Regions from separate parts of the Gossypium hirsutum genome. Here region 2 is linked to region 1. The links are chromatin contacts, called in public Hi-C maps. All regions are on one chromosome and are shown on one strand. Each heading gives the region's core, a stretch centred on a gene start, on an enhancer-like site or on the middle of the called end of the contact. The rest is flanking DNA. Distances are from core to core; before and after follow the strand shown.

Region 1 (6,319 bases), core at 2,206-4,705:
GGGGACTTTTGTGAAACTTTGAAAAGGTCGGCACAACAATTAGTTCCCATATTTTTTTCTTAGGGAAAAACAATCATTTAGTCCTTGAACCTGATAGTTTTTATCATCTTGGTCTCTAAACTTTTTTTTAGTCCACAATAATCCTGAAACTTTGTAGTTCTTTTTCTAATTTGATCCTTGAATTTGGATTTTCTTAAGGTAGCACTTGAGAACTAGGATTTTAGAATTTGGATTTTAAAAATAATATAAATTGAGTAGTAAACCATTTAAAAATATAACATTTATGATAATTTCTCAAATCCATTATTTGTTAGATGCCTATTTAGTAATAAATTTGAAATTCTTAAAATATTTTTGGATTTAACAAATCTGTGTTTTATATTTTTTAATATATATTATATTGAATCTCATCTAATTTGTCCATAATATATGCATTTCATTATTACCATTTACGTAATAAATGAAATCCAAATCCAAATTGTCAAATCCATGTCATCTAGATGTCAAACAAGAACTTTAATCACTTCTCCAAGTAAATATTAATTTTATTTTATTTAATTTTTTTGTATTATATACAGGGGTGAAGCCAGAACAATTTTTTAGGGGCAGATAAAATTTTAATTTTTTATAGTGTATATCTTTATAACTTTTAAAAGATTAAATCAAATTTTTATAATTTTAAGAGAGGCCAAAGTACAATTTTATCTTTATTAATTTAAAATTTAAAAAAAAAATAGGGGACTAAATAGCAATTTTACATTTTAGGGGGGTCGGGGCCCCTGCCAGCCTCCTAGATTCGCCTCTAATTATATATATATTTTAAAAATTTCAAATAATAACATCACAATCTCAAAATATCACATCATCACATATTAACGAAATCTAAGTTCATGTATCAAATTACAAAATTTATCAAATTTCGAGACTAGTGTGAACAAAAAAATTAGAGACCAAATTAAAAGAAAACACCAAATTCTAGGACTAAATCTTGTTTCTTAATATTCTTAGGCATTGCTAATTTGCTAGATCACGCCTACTCATTACGCAATGGACTTTGACAAGTTAAGCTTTCCAATTTGGTGATCCAATTAAACCAAGGGCCTTAATTTAGGGTGCATTTTTTCTTGGATCTCTCAATTAGCTATGAACTTGATTGAGACAGAATAATAATGGACCAACTTTCATTAAGAAAAGTGGCTTATTATCTACCATTTAGGTAGTTTTTTTGGTGAAATGAAATTTTATGTGATTCATTCATACAAGTTAGTGCTGAGAAGCATATTATGAGGATTATATTCCAAAGTATGATTGATTTTAAAGATAGTCTTATATGGTTGATGGAGTATTAGCTCGATTGATTTGATAAGGGTATTGTTGTTAATACAGAAAGATGTGGGTTCGAGTGTGTTGAAGTGCATTATCCTCCTATTTACGGGTTGGGGAGGGACTATAGGTAGCTCTAGGCATTGTATCAAAAAGAACAGATATGATCAGAACATGTAATGAGATTATTCACAAAAAAGAAGAAGCCATAAATGGCTTGTCAAAATAAGTTTTTTTTTTGTGCGCGCGTTGTCAATTGAAATTTCTCATACATATGAAAAATTTAAGTAATAAGAATTAAGTTTGATACAAATGAACAAAAAGTAAAGCTTTCAAATAAGACAAAACTTCTAACAAAAATATTCACTTGGTAGTCATGTGATTAAAAAATGACATTGTAATAAATCTAAATTTAAAAAAATAATTTTAACTGTGTTAACAGCTGGATTTAAATATCAGATAGTAGAGAGACTAAATTCCTAGAAAAAAAAAAGTATAAAGACTAAATTTCAAATTTATGAAGAGTACAAAAAAGGAGAATCTATAAAATTTCGATCTAAACATATTTTAATAGATCATGTTTTTAACACATATAAAAACTTTTAATTTTACAAGTAAAATTCTAGTAACTAATAGTCATTAGTTGCTCACTTTCGAAATTCACAGTTTAAATTACTTAAATTCTTTTTGAAAGGGATCAACTTGCTTAATATCAAAATTGAGAAGGACTTGAAAGGTGTTTTTATCTTTCTACCCTCTCCAAGGCTTAGTAGGAGGGCAGCGTCCACGCCAAAAGCCCAAGTGGTATTGATAAACAACCCGGTTAAAGAGATGGCCAACCCGACGTCAATGGAGCCCATTGGTTCTAATATGGAAAGCAAGGAAGCCCACCTTAATTGGGTGAATTTGCATGAATTTAACATAATTTTGGGTGAATATACCTGAGAGGTCCCTATATTATAGGGATCTAATCAAATTAATCCTTATTCTATTAAATGGATCAATTTAGTCCCTCTACTATTAAAAAGAATCAAATAAGGCTAAATTGGAATATAGTTACATAAAAAATGTCATTTGCTATTTCACAAAGTTAATATTTTTAAAGTTTTTATGGTTCTATAAATGAAATTTTGTGTTTGGAATTGAACTGCAATTGGAAAAAGAAATAATTTTCAAGATATTTTTTATGTAGTAAATGTTAACTCATTTACAATTTGGACTTATTTAATCCTTTCCGATAGTACATAAACTAAATTGATCCATGTAATAATAAAATATTTAATTTGATTCAATCCCTATAATATAGAAACCTCTTGAATACTTTAACTCATAATTTTGTCATATATTTTTCGGTGAAAATATATGTTAAGTCTCTTTTCTATTTTAAAAATGGCACAAAAATTATTAATTTTTCATTTGTATTTCAATTTTAAACAAAATGTTTCATTTATAAAACCATAAAAAAATTTTAAAAAATTAAAACAATAAATTATTTTTTAAAAATTATAAATGTTAATTATGTTGAAATTCGATCATATTTTATTATTTTTAATAATACATAGACTAAATTAATCTATTTAATAATATATGAGCTAATTTGATTTTATTCTTATAATAAAAGACCTACTCGGTACTTTTATCTCTAATTTTACAATAACATTAGTTAGTTCAAGTAGTTAGCATTTCTACTAACTAATGATATTATGTATAGGAACCAAATTATGTCAAATTATTGGGTAAAAATGCCATAGAGGCCCCTATATTGTGTGTCAAATTGCATTTTGCCTCATTTACTAAAAAATGGACAAATTAATTCTTATACATTAGATTAAAGAGTAATTTGGTCATTTCTGTTAAAAAAGTATTCAATACTACTATTAAAAACTGGCATGACTAAAAAATAACAAAATAATAACACATGACGTGTCACATATACCTCATGTTGATGTTCATGAATAAATTTTTAACAATCGGAATGGATGAAATTTTTAAAAGAATAACCAATTTACTCTTTGATCTAACCTAAAGGGACCACTTTATTCAATTTTTAGCAGAAGAGACAAAAATACAATTTGACTCTAGTACAACAACTAAAGTATAAATAGTAAATCTTAAATTTACACATTATAGAGGATCATGTTTTAAAATCCCCCAACAATTTTCTTCTTGGATTGGGAAACTAGGGGGCTTAGTGTATGACACTCGATCTCCAATGTCTTCACCGCAATTGCAATCACATCCATTTTTCAATCCATCTAAAACCAACCCTAACCTAATCTTCTCAAAATCCCCATTGTTTCTTCCTTATTTCTCAACCCCAATCCGTAATTACAATCCAAAACCCAATGCCTTATCGTCGTCTCTCCAAGAATTCCCCCCAAATGCCCTTCGCCGTAAAACCAATCCACAATGTACAGTAGGGTTCAGCCTAGGCGTGGATTTGGGTTCATCACGTACCGGTCTTGCCCTTAGCAAAGGTTTCTCCGTTCGTCCACTCACGGTACTAATAACATCATTCAATTTGGTTTTCAGTTTACTACCTGTTCGATGTTTTCCCTGTTTTTGTATCTTTATAGGTTTTGAAATTGAGAGGACAAAAACTTGAGCTACAACTGCTTGACATGGCTGAAAGAGAGGTTAAAAAATTTACTTACTCTCTTTTAATTCGAAGCTTCTTAAATGCAAATTTTGGGTATAATGGTAGAGGTATATATATTGTAGGAGGTTGATGAATTTATAATTGGTATCCCTAAATCTTGGGATGGAAAGGAGACCCCTCAATCGAACAAAGTTCGTAGTATTGCCGGACGGCTAGCGGTTCGAGCTGCCGAGAGGTAATGTTTTTTTATGTTTCTCGCTTGAAGTCCAAACTGTTTGTGTATTTGCTTCAACCATTTGGGTTAGTCTTAATTTGCATAAAAAATCACTTTTTTTTTTTTGTGTGTGTCAATTGCTTTACTCAAACTCAGGGGTTGGAGAGTGTATCTACAAGATGAACATGGGACATCATCAGAAGCTGCTTACAGGATGATTAACTTGTACAAATAAGTTTCCCCAATTTGATATTTCCTGTCCTAGTCACGACTCTGATGGCTGTGTCTCCGAAATTGTCCCTTTTGGATACACATAGATCCTTTGCATGCCAAAGAATGCACTCCACTATACTAATTGAGTGTTGGTCATATTGCAGAGTGCACTCATTTGTGTGTAAGGCCAGGCGCATCTGTTTGTGCCTCACAAGGTGGACTAGTGTCCTAGGTCGGGTCCTTATATTGAAGATTTGTGATTATGAGAAGAGGACAATTGCAGATTGTGCCTCACGACCCAGCCTAGCATGTCGAAATTGTCCTTTTTGGATATACATAGATCCTTTGCATGCAAAAGAGTGCACTCCACTATACTAATTGATTGACTGTTGTATTGCTCATTTGTGTGTAAGGCCACGAGTTTAAATCTGTGAAGACGCACCTGTTTGTGCCTCGCAACATGGCCTAGCATGTTAGGTTTGTTGATGCCTACGACTTGTTATGAAAAGAGGACAATTGTAAAGGCATAACGTGCTGGGCCATGATCGTTCTGTATCTTTGAATTTTTTTCTTCTTGATGTCTGAACTGGAACATAATTCTTTCACTTGTCTTTCAGGGGTCTCAACAAGTCTGCACGCCAAAAAACCTCCGATGCATATGCTGCTGTGGTCTGTAGCATTGTTCTCTTTTTTATGATTGAAAAAAGATAATAGTATACTTCTTCAACGGTGATTCATGGTTGTAGTAAACTTTTGGTTTAATTTGTAAATAAGACCATGGATTTCAATTTTGATGTCGTTCATTTTCTTCTTATACCTCTTTGGTTTTTTTTTCTCACTGCAGATATTACTAGAGAGATACTTTGCCATGTCCGGTGAGGACATTGAGATTGTTTTGCCGAAACAGATCGATTTGCAAGAAAAACTTAGAAAGGGTACACCACTGGACATCGACTTTTCAACTGAAGAATTTGTTGATTGATAATACCTTGTAAGGATAACCAAATCCTTGTGTTTTATGTAGAGTTTAGGGAATATGAATTTGAGAGTGCATATGAAGTAGTGCTTTACAATTGCAACTCCTAGTCTACCTAAGTGATTTTGCTGCAAAATTTTCCATTAAACCAAGCAGGAAAGAACCAAGAACAGAAAATGTAAAAATCTTGCACTTGGGGGTGACATGAACAATTAGGATTCCAGATTTCCTTTTAGTTCTCTTATATTTATGAAAAATAATACCATTTAACTCAAAGAGTTGAATATGTAGGTGTTGACTACAAATTTAAGAGGCTTATGATACGATAAAAAGGAAAGAGTATATTATTAATGCTAAATGCTCAAATTAGTGCTTTGCTGAACCATTTAGAGGTTTGCTTACAATTACATAAAAGATTAATCTTTCAAAATAATCGTAATTATAGTGTTCAAATAAGGGTCAAATTTGTAATTAAAATTAGGGGAATATGATGCGTTTAAATCAAATAATTTAAAACTCAAAACACGACATTTGAAAAGTCTCTATTTGAGCATTTTTGGAGAGTTTTAGTCCGTAATTGATCATTTTGAAAGATTTAGCTTTTACTTGAACAATATTGTGAAGGTTTGACCTTTATATAATCATTTTGAAAGATTTGCCTTTTATATATATCAATCCCTGAAAGATTAAGTCTCAATTTAAGCATTTAGTCTTAATGTAACCTTCAAGCAAGTTGCAAAAGATGACCAACTTTAGCGAAAGTGTCATGGAAGTTTTTGTACTAAAATTTAAATTACATTTTGTCCCTTTTACTCAAGTAATGGGTAAATTAGTCTTTATACGTTAGATCAAAGAGCAATCTAATCATTCTATTAAAAATTTTAATTATTTTTACTATTAAAAATTAGTCATTGTATATCAGCATGAGGTCTATATAGCATGTTATGTGTCATTGTTCAATTATTTCATTGACCAAACCAGTTTTTAACAATAT
Region 2 (6,319 bases), core at 1,074-3,573, 130 kb before region 1:
AATACCTTTCAAAGCTAAATCACCACAACAATGTAGCTCAAGTTCTTGCAAAGTATAAACCGTGCCGCAATTTGCCTTAACCCTTCTTCACTTGCTCCAATCACTACTAATCGGCGTAAATTCGGGTACTTTTCGGCTACCATTGCAAGCCCTGTATCAACCACATGCAACGGCAGAAGTGCCGTTTTTCCGAGAAATCCGGCAAAGGCAAAACTAGTATCCACATAAACCGACACCGTTTTATGCGTCAGTAATACGCCGGAATCTTTTGGCATCTGAATACAAGAACCAACGAGGTCTAAATCGGTCAAATTAGGGAACCGATTAAAAACCCGACCCGATGAAATAAAGGACCAATCTTTAACCTTAAGGGATTGAACTAACCGGCCGGTAAGGTACAGCCAACGCTTGCAGACCAAGGAATTTGAAACATGCTGTGAAACAGGAAGCTTCGAGAATATTCCGAGTAGTACGACGTCGGAGAGGAGAGAACAGTAGTCAAGGAAATGACTGAAAAGACGTTAAATCAGGCTCCGACGGCGGCGAAATTGACGGCGTACGGCTGAACTATTGCTGCATATTGCAAATAACATGCTTTAAAGCTTGTTCTTTGACCCAAATGTCTGGTAAGCTTAAAGCTTTAGGCTTCCACTGGGATTTTAGCGATGGCGGTGGTTCCAAGTTTAAATAATCCTGGTCTGAATTAGGGTTAGGGTTTGTATTTGGGGATTTCGGTGATTGTGACATTTTTGTAAATTCTGGTTTTTGTTTTGTCTTTATAAAACCCAAAAAATATAAAACAAGTAATTTGTCTTATTAGCAGTTAATTAGTTTAATCTGCTTTGTCTTAACATTGTCTTATTGTGAAGTAAATTTTAATTTTTTACTCCTCACAAATTGTTTTTTAATAAAAATATTAAATAAAACATTAAAATTTTAAATATAGTAAGTATTTTATATTTTTTAATATATTTATAATTTTTAAATTATTTATTGATACACATATGAGATATGTCGACATTATTAATATTTTTGTCAACATCTTGGAAAATAACAACAGTCAAATTGATAAAAAAGTTTATAAAGATCGGGGTTAAAATTTGAAAAAGTTAAAGTAATTAAAATTTTGATAATCCGAATTAAAAAAAATAAATTATGTTTCTTTAATGATTTATTTTGATTTTTTTTTTTAAATATTGTCGGTGTGATTTAGTTACAATTAACAGCTTTCACTTTATATTGTTGGATACGATTTTGTTTTTGTCTCATTTTAGTATTAGAGATTAGTTTTAAAATAAGCAATCATTTAATGAAACAAAAGAAAGTCTATGAGCTTTTTGCAAGGAAAGAAAACATTGAAAATAACAAAAAAAAATGAATTAGATTTTATTATCTCAATTTGGTATTTAAAACATCAAATGCATCAATTTGAAAAGCCTCAAATGTTCCCATTTTAAATATTAATACTAAATAATTTTTGGAAAAAGAAGCATCGAATCATTGGTTTCTTTGTTTTTGTGTTAAATCAAAATTTAGTAATCATTGCTGTGCGTTTATGTGTAACATGTCATCTTTGTTTCTAATATAAACATTTATTTGTCATGTCTGTCTGCATATTTATTTACTTTTAATAAAAATAAAATAAAATCATTTGAGAAATTATATGGGTTTCGTAGGTCCAACTAAAAGCATTTAGCTTTAGTGAATGTGGGCTACTATATTGATTATTCTAATTTCATTTTAATGAAGTTTATGGGCCTAAGACAAAGCCCATTGTGGACTTTTTTCAACTTTACCAGCCCATACAACTTCCATTCAAAATTCCTTTCTCTTGATACAAATAAAGACTACTTTTATATGTGTTGCATTTCTAGAAAATAAATTTATATTCGAGTTTTAGAGATGATATTGCTAGAAAAAGTAATTCCAAACCTCAAAACGATTCCGAAATAGAAGATAGCTTAATTGCAAAACAAAAGGTGATGGGCCTCGAAAAATCCGTGTAGTTATTGTTTTGGTATGACTAATGTGTAGGTTTATAAAAACATATAATGTCGTCCTTTATGTATATCCCCTGCACCATAATTCCATTGGATGTTTAATTTTGGACTCTTTTCCTGCGGTTGTGTCTCAATAGACTTGTTGTTAGCATCATCAATTTGTACCCTATTAATTCTTTTGATACTTAAAAGTTGTGTTTTTCAGTGCTTTCTAACATGTTGTCCTTTTACGTCTCTTTTCCTACAAGGGAGGGGAAAAATTGAAAAAGGATAACGATGGTTTTATACGTTATAATGGTATCATTCATAATAATTATATGTTCAAGATTGGTGTTGTGCTTATTATTTTCAAACATTTTAACTATTTTACCATATATGGACCAGAATCCCTTCTCTTTCTCTCTCATCAATTCATTTTGATTCTTATCTCCACAATCATAAAGACTAGGGGGGTGGGGTACACCATTTATTTCTCAGTACCCACTATATTATATGAATCCCTTCTCAAATCCCATTAAGACTTGAAAATCTTTCAAGCAAAACGGATTTTTGTTAAAAAATGAGTCAGTGTGTTCCGAGTTGGGAACTGGATGACAACAATCCACTCACCACTCGCCATCACTCGTTCCGCTTCAACTCAAATTCCACTGCCCCTGATGTTCCCATGTACACAAAAGAGAAAAACCCTTCGTTTTTATTTACATAACGTCTAAGTTAATTTACTAGTTTTGATTGACGTTGGTGCTTGATTTTGTTTTTGCAGGTTAGATTATGAAGTAGCTGAATTAACATGGGAAAATGGGCAACTAGCCATGCACAGCTTAGGTCCACCGCGTGTGGTGGCTAAACAACTAAACGCCACCACTTGGGATAAACCAAGAGCCAGTGGCGGTGGCGGTGGCACTTTAGAGTCTATAGTGAACCAGGCTACTTGTTTTCCATATGGTAGTAAGGATTCTGTCGGTGTTGGTGGGGATGAATTGGTATGGTTGGACCACCACCGTGTTTCGGCGGCGGCGTCGTCTTCATCAGCCACCATGGCTATGGATGCTTTAGTTCCTTGTTCAGAAGACAAGACCACCACCGCACACGTGTTGGAATCTATGCCGGGTCTTGGTGGTGGTGGAACTTGTATGATGGGATGTTCCACTAGGGTAGGATCCTGTAGTGGGACGGTTAATACACAAGACGATGTCACAAGGAAACGCGAAAAGGCGGTGGGTGCACAAGTAGCACCACCGGAATGGGAACAAAGCGCAAGTGCCAGTGCCACGTTCGGAAGAGACAGTCACCGGAACGTGACCGTCGATACGTACGACAAAGATTTTGGTGTTGGATTCACTTCTATTTCACATGGTTCCATTGAAAACACGAAGACTGCAACAGATAATGATCATGATTCAGCCTCTCACAGTAAACCTCAGGCAAAGTCCTATTCAATTATTTTCTTGTCTTACAAAAACACATTATGGGGACATGTCTGTTGTCTCATAGAACTCCATAATCAATAAATATGATTATTTATTATTGCATGTGCATGTAATTTGATTTTTCTTTTTTCATTTCAAATTTGGTGTGTTAAAGGAGGAGACAGGTGAGGAAGACAAAAAGGAAACTATGAAATCTTCCATTTCAACAAAAAGGAGCAGAGCTGCAGCTATCCATAACCAATCTGAACGTGTAAGTCTATTCTTTGCCAATCCTGAAATAGATTAAATTTAATAAATAAAAATCAGAGTCAATGATTGGATTCGATATTTAGGCTAGTTGCCGAAGTGTGAGTGCTCAGTAAGAAAAAGCATATATAAAAAAGTAACTTCACTTTTCTAAATATGCTCAATAAATATTATTTTTTTAATTTATCCTTTTTTTTTTTGGATTTTCTCAGAAAAGAAGAGATAAGATAAATCAAAGGATGAAAACATTACAGAAATTGGTACCTAATTCAAGCAAGGTATGTTTTTTTTATTATTTTCAATAGATTTAAGTTTTTTAATAAACAATATTAAACATTTTAGGAAATAGACAAGTTGTATTGATAAATAAAAATCCATGCAGTTCAATTAAAAACCCCGCAAACACTGCCTATGCTCAAAAGAAGCTTGACTACTGTACATATATTCTCTACTTACAAAATACAGACTTTATCCTATAATTTCCTCTTTTTTTTTGTATTTTTAATTTTCTTTTAAATATAAAAATTAGAGAAAATAAAAGGAAGAACAAGAAAAAGGCTGACCAATCAAATAATATACTTTTATTAGTGTTATTTTGGATGTCTGCTTACACTTCACTGTCACCCAATAATTTTGTGGGGTCTTTTTTTCATTTTTCTATTATTATATTATATTATATTTACATTTTTTTGTGGTCTACAAACAAGTATTTTAGGAAAATGGAAAAAAATCTTCATAATTTTTAGATTCTTTTTGGGTTCCTTTCATGGATTATTGATAATAATTCTTTCTATTTGTAAGTTATTCCGGTATCATATTTTTATTTAATCACGATTTTTAGTCTTTGATTTTTGATACAATGCTTAGAACTATCCGTAATCCTTCCCCAATCTTTAAATAAGAGGATAATGCGCTTCAGCGCATTCGAATCTACGTTCTCTTGCACTGATAATAATGTCAATACCAACTGAGTTAAGACTCAATCGACAAGCTTATCCTTCTCTTAGATGGTATGTATATATAAATATTTTATAGAACAAATTATTTAATATGGGTAATTTAAATATATATATAAATCCCATGAATAAAAAATATCCTACATTTACTTCACATGATTAGGAGATCTATTTTTAGACATAGAACAACATATTAAATGTATGTGGTCCAAACCCCCCCCCCCCAAATATATATATTACCTACAAATTGCTTGTTGGAATTTCGGGACTGTTGCAAATGATCCCAAGCCACATTTGCCAAAGGGGAACAACTTGACAGAGGGTTACGTTGATAGGTGTGGCGACAATCACCTGCTACCACATAAATACCCTTTCATGGTAGGCCCCTTATTTGGTCCTCGACATGTCTGAAAATCTGTCATTTGCCTTTGAAAAACAGCTAACTAATGACACAAGACTTGGTCATGCCTGCAATGCATTGATATAATCTTAATGTTTATTACCATTTTACAGACAGACAAAGCTTCAATGTTAGATGAAGTGATTGAATACTTAAAACAATTACAAGCACAAGTCCAAATGATGAATAGGATGAACTTACCATCGATGATGTTGCAACAACAACTTCAAATGTCGATGATGGCACCGATGGGAATGGGTATGAGTGTTATGGACATGAACTTCATGGGCCGACCAAACATCATTGGTATCTCACCTGTTTTGTCTAATCCTTTCATGACAATGAATACACCTTGGGATGGTTCTAACAACAATGATCGGTTACAACAAGCTGCTTCAATGACAGACCCTTTATCTACATTCCTTGCTTGTCAATCACAACCGATGACTATGGATGCTTATAGTAGAATGGCCGCTATGTATCAACAAATGCAACAACCGCCAGCTTCTAGTTCAAAGAGTTAAGCTTTCAATGTGCCTTTATTTATACACAAAAAGAAAAAGAAAAAAACAACAACATGAACTCGGATTATAATTCTTTAGTTTCAAGTGGTTGGTTATATGTTTTTTATTTTATTTTATTACAAAGCTTTGTTTTGTTTGCAAATTATTGTCTTTGAATTTGTAATATTATTAAATGGTTCTCCCATGAGCTACCAAGAGGGTTTCTCAAGCTTTTCCCTTTCCTCAAAACTTGTATTTAGTGTAAAATATGACAAAATATGAATTTTCAAGGTTTCAATAAATTAATTTAAAAATTCAACCAATCAATATCTTACTTTTAATATTGTAATTTAATGCATATCCAATCAACATCTAAATTATTATCTAAATTTTCGATGCTTAGTAATGCCACACAAATTAATGTTTGACACTTCAAATTTTGATTTTTGTAGTTTATAAAATGGGAAAATTATTTTTTACAACTCATAATTCTTTTTTAATCCTTAAATAGGAGAAAAAACACGTTTAAGTACGTTTGAGTCCATGTGTTCCAAATTACTATAATAACAACAATGCTAATTATGCTAAAATTCAATCAAATTTTTGTTACTTTGTAGCATATAAATTGTCAAGCTGTTTATTTTTACTAAATCCTTGAATGCATATAAAGTTACAAGTTTTAAGTCAACTATTAATGACAAGGTTTGAGAGTGTTATTCAATTGGACCAACTTTTCGATTTTTATAAAATACACTATCCAAATTTTGATAAATTAAAATGAAAA

What was found. A called contact is a pair of places that touch in the nucleus more often than the background predicts.
Region 2: a Hi-C map of leaf shows a contact between it and region 1, with 2.7 times the contacts expected there. The contact joins the promoter of LOC107945543 here to the promoter of LOC107945540 in region 1. A contact is called at or near these places in 15 of 34 Hi-C or Micro-C datasets (anther, callus, fibers and 3 more).

Annotation. Positions count from the first base shown.
Region 1 is chrD12:37,726,305-37,732,623 of Gossypium_hirsutum_v2.1, reverse strand. It overlaps LOC107945540 (putative pre-16S rRNA nuclease), which reads left to right and starts at 3,455. Exons shown (of 6, transcript XM_041106625.1): 1 at 3,455-3,823; 2 at 3,900-3,959; 3 at 4,045-4,157; 4 at 4,293-4,361; 5 at 4,967-5,018; 6 at 5,194-5,601. The coding sequence starts at 3,536. The coding sequence ends at 5,331.
Region 2 is chrD12:37,859,204-37,865,522 of Gossypium_hirsutum_v2.1, reverse strand. It overlaps LOC107945543 (transcription factor UNE10), which reads left to right and starts at 2,323. Exons shown (of 5, transcript XM_016879597.2): 1 at 2,323-2,666; 2 at 2,764-3,424; 3 at 3,585-3,680; 4 at 3,889-3,954; 5 at 5,146-5,858. The coding sequence starts at 2,560. The coding sequence ends at 5,556. It also overlaps the pseudogene LOC107945546.